2 separate regions of the Pan troglodytes genome follow, and region 2 is linked to region 1. A link is a contact called in public Hi-C data. All regions are on one chromosome and are shown on one strand. The core of a region is the stretch at or near the end of the contact, and the rest is flanking DNA. Distances in the headings are between cores, read along the strand shown. Region 1 holds the start of FOSL2 (FOS like 2, AP-1 transcription factor subunit). Region 2 overlaps BABAM2 (BRISC and BRCA1 A complex member 2).

What was found. Hi-C and Micro-C count contacts between places; a contact is called where the count stands out from the background.
Region 2: a Hi-C map of stem cell-derived neural progenitor cells shows a contact between it and region 1, with 2.8 times the contacts expected there. The contact joins the enhancer-like site here to the promoter of FOSL2 in region 1. A contact is called at or near these places in 1 of 7 Hi-C or Micro-C datasets (stem cell-derived neural progenitor cells) and 1 of 1 other capture datasets (stem cell-derived neural stem cells).

What each region holds. Positions count from the first base shown.
Region 1 is chr12:94,461,270-94,468,967 of NHGRI_mPanTro3-v2.0_pri, forward strand. FOSL2 (FOS like 2, AP-1 transcription factor subunit) reads right to left here and starts at 2,563. Exons shown (of 4, transcript XM_009442218.5): 1 at 1,552-2,563. The coding sequence starts at 1,653.
Region 2 is chr12:94,580,334-94,587,142 of NHGRI_mPanTro3-v2.0_pri, forward strand. All of the region lies in intron 10 of BABAM2 (BRISC and BRCA1 A complex member 2), which reads right to left. Among named protein-coding and RNA genes, the nearest start is that of FOSL2, 120 kb to the left of the region's middle. Within about 2 kb of position 1,703, at least 6 of the 24 cell types and tissues checked have an H3K27ac peak or open chromatin away from gene starts, as enhancers often do. A contact at or near this core is called in stem cell-derived neural progenitor cells and stem cell-derived neural stem cells, where this site is marked.

The DNA.
Region 1 (7,698 bases), core at 1,313-3,812:
CACATTAGGGAAAAGAACAGAGAAGAAATCAAAAGATCCCTTCCTGATTTCAGGGAGGAGGAGACAGACAGGCGTTTGGGGTTTGTTGAACGGGAGACGGAGGGAGTGGGTACAGACTTCAACCTATTCCCTCATGATGTTTACATTCAACACAAACCACTAGCGGGGCTGGGAAGCAAACATAATCAACAACTTTTCGGATATTAAACTCATCACCTTGGTGCTCATTACGAAGGGTGCATTGACTGCACCCTCAATGAACAGACTAGGCTGTCTCTACTGTGGGTGCTTATAGGAGCACCATGGGAGGCAGAGGGAAGGCAGAAAAGCCATTTTGGGGACTCACCAGGTATAGGGAATCACTTTGGAACAAGGGACCCCCCATCAGATCCAAAAGAGAGCCACGTTCCAAAATTCTTTCCAGCTGAGTCCACCCCTCCCTGGAAGCCCACCCCAGCCCCTTCTAGAGGCCAAGGCCACCGCCTTATGGAGCATCCCTTGCTGCAGCCAACTATGCTAGACTCCACAGATGCTGACCACGGTGGGCTTCATGTTGTATCGGGCCTGCGTTAACCCAGCTCTCTCTCGAGACAGAGCGGGTGGGGGAGCTGCAGCAGAGGGCAGGCACGCCATCAGCACCCCCCCCCCCCAACAGCACCTTCCTGGTATTTATAAACACAAAGATCACACGCACAATCCCTCCAGCGCAAACCAGTCCGGCTGCTTTAGAAACAAGTTGTTTTCTGCTTCCAGAACCACCCAGGAGCCTGCGTGATGTCTCTTCCCCCACCCGACCCCCTCTTCTCTCTGCCGGTCTCCTTGCTCCAGGTACCCCCAGACCCTCAAGGTGCTCCTTCGTTCCTGGGGGGCAGTGCAGCCTCCTGTCCGTGATCCTTACAGAAGACGGGTCGGCGGGGGGGGCAGGCAGGCAGGCAGGGGGCACACAGGCGGCATGAGCCAACCAAGGCTGGCTTCTTCCTTCCTGACCTTCGCACCTGATTCCCAGAGCGGCAGCCCTCGCCCTCGCTCCAGATTACTTGAAGGAGTCCAACCATGTTTCTGGGTCCCCAACCCCTTTCAGAAAGGAGCTAAGACTGATGGAGAACGGGGAGGAGAGAAAGAGGGCTTTCCTGAAGGAATAGGGTCCCAGGATGTCGAGAGGTGCCAGTGGGTGCAAAGATTTTCTTGTCTGTCCACCACCCAGAGAGAAGACGCGGGGCAGGGGTGGGGGGGGGGCAGACACGGGGGAGGGGGAGTAGTTCTTGGAAGGAGGTAACAGGCTCCTGGTAGGGGGCCTACAATTCCAGGAGTTTATCTGGGTAAAATATAATGTGAGAGGAAAAGGGCATGTTGTCTCTTCAAGCCCACTCCCCAATCCCCTAGTTTAAAAGGGGGTGGGGGGGAAGGGGAGGACGAAAATCCAGAACTTACAACGGTGGCCCGTAGGTATTTTCTCGCCAAGAAAAAGAAAAGAAAGCAAAAGAGGCAGTGGCGGCGAGAAGAGGGCAGGGGTCCGCCCGCGCCGCCAGGTGCACCGGGGCCCGCACCTACCTGCTGGCCGCCGCCGCCGCTGGAGTAGGACTCGGCGTGCGCAGGAGAGCCGCTGCTGCCCCGGGACGAGGTGTCAAAGTTCCCGGGATAATCCTGGTACATGATCCGCGGTGGGGGCCGGAGAGGAAACAGGGTGTTTTTCTTCCCCCGCCCTCGCCGCGGCCGCGCACCGGCTGCTGCGCGCTCGTTCGTCCGCCGGCCGCGCCGCGGGCTCTGGGCTTCGCTCCTGGGTTTCTCCCCCACCGCGGCGGGCGAGGACAGGGAGGCGGCGACACCTCAGGAACAGCGTCCCCCGAGCGTCCCTTACAGCACTTCTTTCCGGCTCTGCGAGCGCCGCGGGACCAGTTGTCCACCCGATCCCTCCCTCTAAAAAGTCGGCGCGTCTCTCGGTCCCTCCCCTGCGCGCGCCCTCCCGCCCCCGCGCGCAGCCGGAGCTCAGCGGGGACCCACGGCCCAATCAAAAATTGGAAATTAAAAAAAAGATTAGGAGCCCAGCGAGCCTGGCCTGCCAGCCCCGGGGACCCCCGATTTCAGACAGGGCCAAAAAGGCGGAAAGAAAAGCTGTCCGCTGGGAGAACTTCTGTTTTTTCCTTTTAGAAAAGGAGCCGGAGAATAAACTTCCCGTGGCCGACTCGCCGCCGGAGTTTCGGGGCGGTTCGGATACTTGACTAGGAGAAGGCGGCGTGCGCCCGTCCCGCGGCCCCGAGCGCGCCAGGGGGGACAGCGGCTTGTGGGGCTCAAGTAGAGCTGGCGCTGAGAGGGACGCGGCCCCGCTCCCCGCTCCGGCGCCCAGACCTGCACCCCTTCCCCGGAGCCCGCTCCCGGACGGGCCCGCCTCGCCCGGCCGCGCCTCTCCCTCTCTCTCTCTCTCTCTCCCTCTTTCTGTCCCCGCCGAGCGCCGCTCGTTCGCTCTCTCGCTGGTTCGCTCGGAGCCCTAGCGCTCTGCCCGAGATGAGTCACTACAATGGCACGAGTTCAACTCACACTCTTTATTCTCCAGCCCTGTACCATGTGGATTCACTCACGTCAACCCCAGACTCCACCTTGCAGGGAGGAGCGCACGAGGAGGCGGGGGGAGGAGGCCGCGGAGGAGGAAGAGGCGCGGGAGGGGAGGAGGCGGGCGCAGCTCTCCCCTCCCAGCCCCGGCTCCCGGCCGCGCTGACGCCAACCGCGCACCCCGCGCGAGGAAGCCAGGCGGTGGCCCGGGCGGGAGCGGGCGGCACGCACGGTTCGGGGGCGCCGAGGCAGCCCCGGCCCTCCCCAGTCCCCCGCTCACCCCCCGGGCCCAGCGCCCTTGGTCTGTTCCATTGGCGCACGTTGCCAAAGATGGTCATTTGCGTTAGAGGACGCGAGTGCGGGTTTCCTCGCTTTCGGGTGACGTGGAGGGAGAGGGATTCCCTCGCCCGCTCCCGAGTGCGCTGCGGCCTCTCCCCCGCCCTGGGAAGGGGCTCGGGGCGGGGCCCCGAGAGCGGCCGCGCGGGTCTCAGCTCCGGATTTTAGAAAATAATCACAGCCCTGACGGCGAGACGGGCGGTTCGGTGCGGCGCCACCGGGAGGCCGGGAGCCGGGCGCGCAGAGCCGCTCGCAGGGAGGGCGCGGCTGCGCGCGGTCGTAGGCGCCCTCCGCGGCGCCGCCGAGTGCAGCGGGCGCGCAGGGTGCCCGCGCCGCCCTGCGGCCGGGTCTTGGCGGGGCACGGCGCCGGGCGGGGCTGGCCTGCCTATTTTTCCCTCCGTGGCGGTCTGCCTACCGCTTCCCTTTTTGTTTTTTGTTTTTCATGTTTTCGGTCCTACAGTTAATTCGTTAGGAGTAGCCTTGAAGATGAAATTAACCAGTCAAGACATTCCGGCCGCCCTGTACGCCGGGCAATTAGGACGCATCTAATAAGAGTAATCGGGCGTTTATAAGCAAACTCCAGACTGTTACGAATTTAAAAAAAAAATAGCCAGCGAGAGGGTGTGCCCCAACGTTGTCGTCTTCAGCTGTTTTGGAGCGAAGTTCAGGGCGCGGGTTGCCGGACATTTGGGTCCTCCTCCCTCGCTGGGCGGGGCTGAGAGGGGCGCGGCGCAGGGTACAGAGCACAGACCTTGGAGCAGGAACGCCCGGCTACGCTATTTACGAGCTGTGAGATCTTGGACGAATTCCTTAACCTCTCTGGGCCTCAGTTTCCTCCTATAAAGTGAAGGAGTTTGGAGACATGACCTTAGGCCCTTCTCTGCTCTGGAGCTCCAATCCTTCCGCTGAGATGATGGTGTGTGTGAATGGAGAAGTACTGTAGCGGAAGTCAGGGAACTTAGGTTTTGGTCCAGGGTCTGTGTTAGCCTCAGTTTACCCAATTCTTAAGTAGCGCCAGCCATCTGTACCCCACAGGGTCCTTATGAGGACCCAATGTTAAGAGGTGTTGAGAGTCCATTGCAGACAACTCGCTGTGCACCGTCACACAACTTCTGTCCTCAGTTTCCTTATCTGTAAAGTGGGGGTGTTGGTAGCAGAGAAAAATAGAGCCGGGAACGCGAAGCTTTCCTGGGGCTCTATATAAAGCGCTGGCATTTCCGGGACGGCTGGCGGCATCTGGCCGCCCCAAGGGCCCCAAGATACGGTAATCCCAAACAATACTCGGGGTCATTGTTTACAGCTATAAAACACATTCTGTCCTGAACGCTATCCCCAAGGACGCGCGCGCGTGCGCGACGAGGCGAGGCCAGCCAGACTCCTCGCACCTCCGCTGCTGCCCGCTGGACAGAGTCCCCAACTCCGCAGGCCCAGGAGAGGGGTGTGGGGCAGGCGGACGCGCGCGCCGGCCGTGGGTGCTTTGCTTTTTTCTTCCCCCTCCCCATCCCTGCGTCCTGGCCTGCCTGGGTGTTTACGCGCCTCTCCCAGCAGGACTGAGTAAATGCAGTCCTTTGACGCAAAACGAATCAGTCCTTCCCCAGCGGCAGCAGCAAAACCCAGAAAACTGGGGGTGGGGGTAGGGACGGGAGGGGCACAGAAGAAATCGTGACACTTTCCCACTCGTTTCTCAGCCCCTACCCGCGCCACGCGGGCCTCAGGCCGCCCTAGCCAAGTCTTGGGGGCTGCAAAGGGAGGCGCGGCCAAAGCGCCCTGCCTGAGCCCTCCCAGTAGCAACCGCGTGTCGGAGCGGCGCTAACAGACGCACTTTTGGTTTTCCTTTGAGCAGTAGAGGCTGCCCCGCCCTCCCCCACCTGGGCTCGAAAATCCGGGTGCTTCTGGGTCTCTCCCACACAGTCCTTCCAGTAACGCGGGGGGAAAGAGGCGGGGGAAGGGGAGCGGGAGCTTCCTCCGCGGCCTCCGCAGTCCCGGGCGCGCCCAGCCCCGGCCAGGCGCCGCCGGGAGCGCGCGGGCGAGCGCACCCTCGCGCCCTCGCCCGCCCTCGCCCTGCCAGCTCCCCGGTCCTTTCCTTTCTTGTGGGTTCCCGTAAAGCCCAGCAGCCTGGAGACGTCTGCAGAGCATCACGGAATCTGTGCTGATGCAATTCACTAGCCTCCCTTTGGTGCGCCCTGGCCTGCCTCAGAGCGCTTTGATCCCGGCCTTCTCCTACTCCAGAACTCGTGCTGGCTCCCTCTGCCCGCCGGGAGGCCTGCGTTCCGCAGCCCGCTCACCCCCTATCAGTCCTCCCAGCGCCGGACACACAGCGCTGTGCCCTGGTGCTGCTGCGGGACTGACCTCCCCCGGTTGAGCGAGTGCCTCAGCGAACTGTGCCTGCCATACAGAGAATTCAGCCTCCAAGTGCCCTCTCCTTGGGAAATCATTCCAGAATCATCCAGTTAGAAAGGGTCCTCTGGCTCCCTGGAATGCTAAAAATAGAGGTGACCCTTGATTGAGTGCTAAAATCAGAGCCAGGCACCATGCTGAATACAGGGCTTGTTCCGTGAAATTCTCACAGCAAACGCTGGAGGTGGGTATTATTCCCTGGTTGCAGAAGAAGACAGTGAGATTGAATAACTTGTCCAGGGGAACTGGTTAGTGAGTTAGTGATCTGTTAGGAGTGCAGCTGAGATTCTCCGACACCAGGCTCTTCTTTTTCCCCAGGACATGGCATGACCTGCCTCCTGTTGGAATGTCTTTGTCTCTCTCTTACTGGTCTTGGAAGGCATGGTCTTTATCTGGTACATGACTTTATCCTACACTTAGAGGTGCGCCTTAATTCTCCACTGAACAAATAGCCTCAGCGGCATCCCTCAGCTTAGAGAAGAGGCCATGTCAAGTGAGGGAAGGGAAGGGGAAGGGGGAAGCTGGGGTGGGAAGAAAAGGGTAGATGAGCTGGGAAGAAAAGGGTAGGTGAGCTGTCTTCTCATTGCCTCTCTGGGTCTCTGAGACCTCTCTTGCCCTACTTTTGCCAGTCTCCTTGTTTGTCCATCCTGGCCAGTGTTTGGCCCCTGAGAGATGAGGAATCCCAGAATAGCTGCCCCCTCAGAGCTGTGCTGGCCCACACATCTCAGCACGGGATACATGAAGCCCTTTCACACACATCGCCTCATTTGTCCTTACACATGACATCTCTGAAAGGGATATAGACAGCAGAGTGACTCTGGATTGCCAGAAAGGAGGCTGAGGTGCAGAGTGTCACAGCAGCCTACTCAAAATTTTCCAGCTGTAAGTGTCAGAGCCTGAGTTCAAAGCCATCTCACCTGACTTTAAACCCAGCGCTTTGCTGTTTGCCATGCGTCCAGCCTTGTAAGTTCAGGAGCAAACTCCATCTTTTTTTTTTTTTTTTTTTTTTTTGGAGACAGTGTCTTCCTCTGTCTCCCAGGCTGGAGTGCAGTGTCGTGATCTCGGCCCACTGCAACCTCTGCCTCCCAAGTTCAAGTGATTCTCCTGCCTTAGCCTCCCAAGTAGCTGGGATTACAGGTGCACGTCACTGCACCCGGCTAATTTTTGTGTTTTTTGTAGAGATGGAGTTTCACCGTGTTGGCCAAGCTGGTCTCAAACTCCTGGCCTCAAGTGATCAGCCCGCCTTGGCCTCCCAAATTGCTGGGTTTACAGGCATGAGCCACTGCGCCCAGCTTACATCTCTTAATGATACACTGTCCTCTATATCCATCATGCCTGAATGAACCTGCCATCATTTCTTTATAGTAAGCCATACTTTTTGATGATGTTGTAACATTTCTGAAAGCCAGATGTATCTTATAATTGATGACTATTGAATATGCAAGTGTTCCCATTTTTGTCCAAAGACCTGTGAATCAGTCATGGGTCCATCAGGAAACAGACTTTAACCCAGATGGTTCAAAGGATGATGCTTTAATGGAGAAATTCCTTATAGAGGTATGGGCAGAGTTAAGAGGGAACTTGAGGCACCTAGAGCCTAGTAACAGCAGGAAATGATGACCATCCCTAGGGTTGAAAAGAGGAGGCAATCATATTATTGGAGCCTAGTGAGCTTGGGACCATGAAAGAGGGGCCATCCAGCAGGTAGAGGAAGGAGCCACTGCCAGAGATAGCCTGCTGAAAGGGAGGGAGGAGTTGGGGTCAAGAAATACCAGACCATCTCTCCTACCTCCTACCTCCTTCTCTGGCCAAATGGCAGGGGGCTGCTGATCAATGCAGTCCACTAAGGTTGGCCTCCCAGGGCACAGAGAATGGCAAAGAAGGGTAGAGAGCGCATCTAGTGGGGCACTCAGCAAATGGGGAATAACCAGTATAGATCCCATTAAGCACATGAGGGATCTAACGAGGGATCGTGTTTCAGAATGAAGGAAATAAGGTAAATCAGTGAGCCTTACACCTCACCTACTGTGGAAGTGAACATTGGAATAGCCTGAACAGCTTTTTCAAACCACATCTCCCCTCTTTACTGATACACGAAGCCACTCACAATGGTACACGAGCCACTGAGGCATGTATTGTATCTCTCAGGTGTGGAGCAGAGAAAAGGCTATACCCACTGATGAACAGGGATCCACACCTGGGGAAGAAGCAAGTATGACTTTCTCTCCTGTGGCTTTACACAACCTCCTTGAAATTCCAAGAGCAACCCTCCCAGCTAAAGTCTTCTCAGATGTGACACATAAGCCTTCACCCAACATGATTCCCATTTCATGAATGGGCTATATGCCAATGGAGAAGAAATGAAGACAAGAAATATCACTCTAGAGGCAATCATAATCATAGTTTTAAAACAACAAT
Region 2 (6,809 bases), core at 453-2,952, 120 kb after region 1:
TTTGGTTAAAGGAAGTGGGCCTTAGTGCTGGGGCATCCAAGTGTAGAAAGGGTGAGGCTGAGATTTCTATTGAGGACAATTTAGTACTTGGGTTGTGAGCCAAACACGAAGAAGGTGGGCACTGTGATGTGCACCAGCAGGCTGAATGGGCACGTTACCCAGCGTGGATCACAGGTCAATTCTTTCAAAGGCCAGAGATGAAGATAAATCAGTCTTTGCTAAAAACATCCCATGGCTGCGCGTTACAAAGGCATATTTTGCTTCAGTATGTAATTTCCTCACTACTTAACTATAAAAGTGTATCAGAATTGAATTCTAGGGCTTTTTCTAAATGAGAGCTGAGTCACAGGTATCTCGGTGCTGTGTCTGCAGACTAAAGTGGATGACTCACATCTGTAAAATTCTGAGAGAAAGTACCAACCGACCCCTTGCTTAGTCATCTTTTGCATGGATGCTGGGTTCATGAGCTCTGTAAACTATAATGAGCGATCTAGCCTTTTACCATCTCTTTATTCTTTTCTAAACAGTACAAATTACATCTCTAAAAATAACTTCATCTACGCAAGTGAGTCACTTCAACCTAACAAGCTTCCACAAGTTACTCAGCTAAATTGTACTATTTACTGTGAAGGTACAAATCTTGTTGTCATATTAGTCCCATTTTTTTCTTTTTTTTTTTTTTTTTTTTTTTTTGAGATAAAAATTTGGTAGACTTGGAAAAGGGAGGAGGTTTCAGCAAATGTTTTAAAAAACATATGATTTACTCCTAACCTCTCACATGGGCAGGGGTTGTGATGGGGCTGGAGGAAGGAATTCTTTGAAAACTATTTCTAACAGCACATGAAAATCAGAATTTTAATGTTTCAGGCTGAAGCTTAAGCAAAGACTCTGCAATTTTCTTTGTGTGGGCCCATGCGTAAGCTGTCCTCTCTGCGGGATGTTTATTGGCTGTTGGAAGAGATATATCAATAATTCTATTTGCTTTAAAATCCTGATCTGTGAAATTATGACATTTTTGACGAGAGACCCAGCCACGCTAATAAATGCATATGTATTAAATACTAATCTTTGCTCTTCCAGGAGCTGATCACTCACCACGCCCTGAATTCTCTAGACACACAACTAAGCTTTGGTACTCCACCCGTTTACTGTGTAGCTTTCCAACCCCGAGGCCTGCCTGCTGGTCTTTAGCTTGCCTTTCCGGGCCTGGCATTGTCAGCTCTCAGCAGCCCCACCCCAGGCCTGTCCCAGTTAGGCAATAGGTACAATGGAGGCAAGAGCAGGTGACCTGCATGAGGCTTATACCTTCACAACCTGGGCAGCAATACTGAAATATCAAAGCACTGTTAATCCACACTCTAGCTTCAGTCAAAGTGGACTAGAAGGATTTCTCATTCATGTTTGGCCAGGAATGAAATTACTAATACCAACAGGCCTAGAAAGTTTCCACTGCTGTTTCAGCTTCTCCTTTAAGACATCAGATCCGTTGGCTTCATCCAACTGGCCATGTGAACAACCTTTCCCTGTGCATGGGGGTGCTTTAGAAGAGGAAAATGAAATCACTGGTCCATCTGAAAATTCCCCAGGAAATGGACTGCAAAGCCTACTTCCTGACTCCAACGAAGGCAGAGGCTGAGTCATCTAATCCCTCCCGACTAGTATTCACTTGACTTGCACCAAGTAGGTCAGCTGGAGTCATCTGAATTCCGCTCTCTGTCCTCGTAAGCAGCCACCCCCTGCAGTGGAGCTACTGGAGCATGCTGGGTCTGGTCTCTTCTGCGAGGTCTTCATTCAGCCTCAGCCCACAAAGTTGATGTTACATAACCTCTCCTAAGTTTCTCTTTTCTCATTTGCAAAATGGGAAGAGTCACACCATTTACCTCTCAGGGCTGTGACGATGAAAAGGGACACTGTAAATGCAAGTGCTATACAGACTTCAAGGTGCTCTGACCACTCAGCTCTCCCATTTCAGCAAGTGGTTACTGAGCTCTTGTCTAGTGCCTAACACCGGGCCAGGCGCTGTGCATAACAAAGAGTTAAAACATGGTTTAGAAGCCTGGGCAACATGGCAAAACCCTGTCTCTACTAAAAACACAAAAAATTAGCTGGGCATGGTGGGTGCACCTGTAGTCCCAGCTACTGGCATAGGGGGTTGAGGTGGGAGGATTGCCTGAGTCTAGGAGGTTAAGGCTGCAGTGAGCCAAGATCGCACCACTGCATTCTGGTCCTGACAACAGAATGAGATTCTGTCTCAAAAAACAAAACAAAACATGGTTTAGATTTAGTCCTGGACCTCAGTAAGCAAATTAAGCAGAATAATGAAGCAAATACATATGACAATTAAGGAACCATTCAAGATAACAGATCTCATAATTACGTTATTTGGATCAAGTGTTATTCAGGTGGGAGTGCTCGGTTAGAGAGTGAAGCTGAAGACAGCTTTTAAGAAATGGTGCAAGAAAGATGAGGAGGTCAAGGAGAGAAAGCAAGAAGGGTCAACAAAGAGGCCAAGGCTGAGTGGGAGAGAAAGCTGGATGGGGAAGGTGAGCCTGTCTACTGGGGAAGGCCGCCAGATAAAGGTGGTGTCTTGAAATGATTAATGTGGTGGCAAGGCCCAAGAGCCACAGACAAACCAGCTGGCCAGTGAGCTAGTCCTGGAGGTGACAGGTTATAAGCAAGGGTGAAGGCACGGGAGTGGCAAACACAGGAATGAGTAACACCTTGCATTTCTATAGCACATGACGCCTTCCCCTTTGCTTTCATGTGATTTAATCCTCACAAACCTCCGTGAGCTAGGCAGGGTAAGTGTCAATCCCATTTCACAGACGAGGAAGCTGAATCTCGGAGCCACTGCATGGTGAGGCTGAGAAGTTAACCCAGTTTCCTGACTGAGATGGGTGCTCCTTTGACTGCCTGTGTAGCCTCCACACTTGCTGGGTATCAGATTTACCCATGAAGCTGTTTTATTTTTTATTTTTTTTGGAGACAGTCTTGCTCTGTTGCCCAGGCTGGAGTGCAGTGGTATAATCTCGGCTCACTGCAACCTCTGCCTCCCAGGTTCAAGCAATTCTCGTAACTCATCCTCCCAAGAAGCTGGGACTACAAGTCCATGCCACTACATGCAGCTAATTTTTGTATTTTTAGTAGAGACGGGGTTTCACTATGTTGGCCAGGCTGGTCTCGAACTCCTGACCTCAAGTGATCCTCCCACCTCGGCCTCCCAAAGTGCTGGGATTAGAGGCGTGAGCCACTGGGCCTGGCCTGAAGCTATTTTATTAAAACCACACAAGTTCAGCAACCAATCCTCCCTAACCCCTTTCAGATTGAACAGTGGAACAGGGAGAGGAGAGAAGAGAAGAAAGGCAGGAGGTGCTCAGTCCTCAGAATCTGCCAAGGCTCTCAGGGGTTCTGATGTAGTCAGGGCATGAACCACTGCACCCACTGCACTGTACAATGTGGTACCTAAGTGGTTAAGAAGGAGAAAAGAGAAGGGCAAATGAGACATCATTCCAAGGGTTGAAGCCTCAGTTCATAGAAACTGGTCTGCCATTAAAAGCTGGATGGAGCAGAAAATGTTCGGTCTGTGGAATTGGGTAAGAACTGTGCCCTAAACAGGGATGTCGTATCAGCTCCATGTGCCTGTGCTAGCTCTTATTTTTACCCTTCACAGCCAGAGTAAGAAAGTTCCACGGCATTCCAGAAGACTGGCTGCAAGCAGTGTGGCCATGGATGACTTCCTGCACTTGCCCTCCTCCAGTGAGACAGATCCCAGCCTCTCCATTTCCCAAACTTGTATCCCTCCACATGCCGTCCCAGCCACGTCAGTCCCCAGTTCAATGGCCTCTCTGTCAAGCCTTCCCCAGCTCCCTCAGGCAGAGGGAGGTGCTCCCTTCTGATTCCCACAGAACCCTCGGAAGTCCCTATCCCACTGTGGGCTTTCTTGGTCTCAGAAACTTCCCTGCCAGGCAATGAGCAGCTTGACAGCAGGGACCATCTTGCATTATCATGTACCTCTGGGATGGGACAGGCTCAATAACTGTTGGTTTACGTGGAGCCCCGCTGAGTCTTCAGTCAAACTGAAAAAGTTCTGTCCAATTCTTGACTTTCTGCTATGCTCCCACCACTCTTTGGAGCAAAAGTGAGCTTCACAGAAGTCTGAAGTCACCTTCATTTGACTGTTCTGAATTACACCAAGGTCTGAATCCTTGAGTTGAGCCAGTTCCCATTCCTCTTATCTTGCAGCCTTTGCCTAAGCAACAGGCTGTCCCTTTTGTTATGTGGGGTTCCATCACGACTCCACTTTCCTCCTCAAAGCTACAAGTTTTAAAGGATTTTGCCTAAAGGATCATTTTCCCATGACATGTCCAAATTATTACACCCAGCAACCACATTTCTAAACCTAAAACAAAAAACTTGATATTTAATTTAGTTTTTACAACTTTTTCATGGATAAGTGTTTGATTTCTATTTGTCCTTTGAATTGAAGTTCTGAACATATTATGGTCACAGACCTTCATTGTTGCTTTTTGAACAGTAAGCTGGTCTAAATCCCAGAAGGAATCTTTTGTCTCCTGTTCATCATTCCTAGCCTCCAAAGTGGAATCTTAAAACCACCTCCCCTTGGATGCTTTCCCAAAAGAATTCTCCCAATTCTCTACCAGCCAACATAACTCTCCTTCCCCTCCCCTTCCAAAATGTATTTGTATCTACCACATCTCTCCACACATGCCAACTGAAAGTTAATGCCCTTGAAGGTAGGAACCACCTCTACATTCCACCATGTGCCTAGAACTGACGGAGTAATCATCTGGGATAATTAAACATTACTGATTGGTATAAATGTCATGAGCTGAGGGTAATTACCAAGCTTGAGCATAAATGCATACATAAAATGAAACTGAAACTTGAGAACTTGTTTTAAATGTACAATTTTGAAACTGATATGCAGAGTCTTTCTGTATTATATCATATTGTTAACCTGCCTGGTTGGCCCTTTCCCTTTTAACTAATGACTCCATAAAGGATGGATTTCGGGTGATACATGCCTTCTACATTTATCCAAAATCCTTTTCAAAATCATGAGACTGCCTCTGGTTTAATATGTCAATGGAATATTCACTGTAAAGGGCATGGATATTTAAGAGGGTTGTTTCCTTTACAATGTGTGGACAGAGCTCTCAAAATTTCTTTCTTTGAAAAAGAAAACTAGAAATTATTTGAAGACTGTGACAGAGTCATGTCACTGGAATTGGAAGCACAGCTGTCCCTGTGAGGGCCCAGGCCACGAGGAGAGGAAATCATGTTGGTTCACTGACTGGCTGGGGAATCCTTGAAGGAACAAATCCAGGGTGCAGCAGGAAGTTGCCTGGGTGGGAGGTAGTGGCTCTTGTCCAGCCTGAGGCCTAATCAAATCAAACACACTCGACCACCTTGCATTTACAAAAATCTCCTCTATTTGGGATGCTGGGTGAAAATCCTAAGACCTTACACCTGTGTGCTTCTGAAGAAGTCCATATATGTGAAGCAGCTGCCTCCTTTTATCTCAAACACTGCCAAACACCTTAGGCATCCCACTGAGAGCTAGCTATGTGCTTATGGACAGCTATCTTCCAAACTGGGAAGAACCAAATAAGACACGCTATAGCCTTTTGTTTCTCCAAGGCTCTGGAACATAATCTGTACACATTAACTCGGTGTGCCTGCATCTCATGTAGACCTGCCTCCTGAATCCCAGGGAAGAGGGCAAGATCATATCAGTATAAGGATCAAGAAACACTAGCATTACATCACTGTGTGAGTAAGATAAAGCAAGGCAGAAGAGAAAGAGCTGCATTTGAATTTGGACATTTGAGAACTGGTTTAAATTTGGTTCTGCATTTACCACCTGTGGGATCTTAGGCAAGTCACTAAACCTCTCTGCTATAGAACAGCAATCATGACTTTTATGTTGCAGTGTTTCATAAATAACAACTATTAGTGTGATCTGGATTCAGGGCTGAGGCTCTTCTGTAGAAACAGCAGAAGATAGCAACAGACTGAAGGAATAGTCATGCCATCTGGGTGAACAGCAGGTCGACTCTTGGTTCAGGAAAGACGAAGGTGGTATGTGGTTCAGGTACAGTCAAATACACGACCAATAGCAGCAGCAGCCATAACTCTCTCCAAAACATAAAGACCACACAGAGTGTGCACATAGGTGCCAGACACCACTACTTAAAGAGCTTGTTCCTAGGCCTGCTCCTTTTTAAAGAGATAATTTAATTTTAAGTTTCATGAGGGGCCAGGCAAAGTGGCTCATGCCTGTAATCCCAGCACTTTGGGAGGCTGTGGCAGGATGAATGCTTGAAGCCAGGAGTTTGAGACCAGTCTGGGCAACAAAGCAAAACCTTGTCTCTACAAAAAATAAAAAATCAGCTAGGTGTGCTGGGACGTGCCTGTAACCACAGCTACTCAGGAGACTGAGGCAGGAGGATGGCTTGAGTCTAGGAGTTGGAGGCAGCAGTGAGCTATGATTGCATCACTATACTCCAACCTGTGTCAAAGAGCAAGACCCTGTCTCTTAAAAAAAAAATTTCATGAGAGAGGGACCATATCTTATTCAAGTACCTGATACAGTGTTTGGCCCAACAGGTGTTCAATAAAATAATTTCTAATAAAAGTATAATAATAGGCTTAACCCTGTTTCTCAGCATAGAGTAAAGGAAATAGAACACAGGCTATAAATAATGTCAAGACAATATCCCTTCCAGCATTTTCCTAATATGTATAGTTGGCCAAGTACTACTAAGTACTATCAGTCAAATACTATT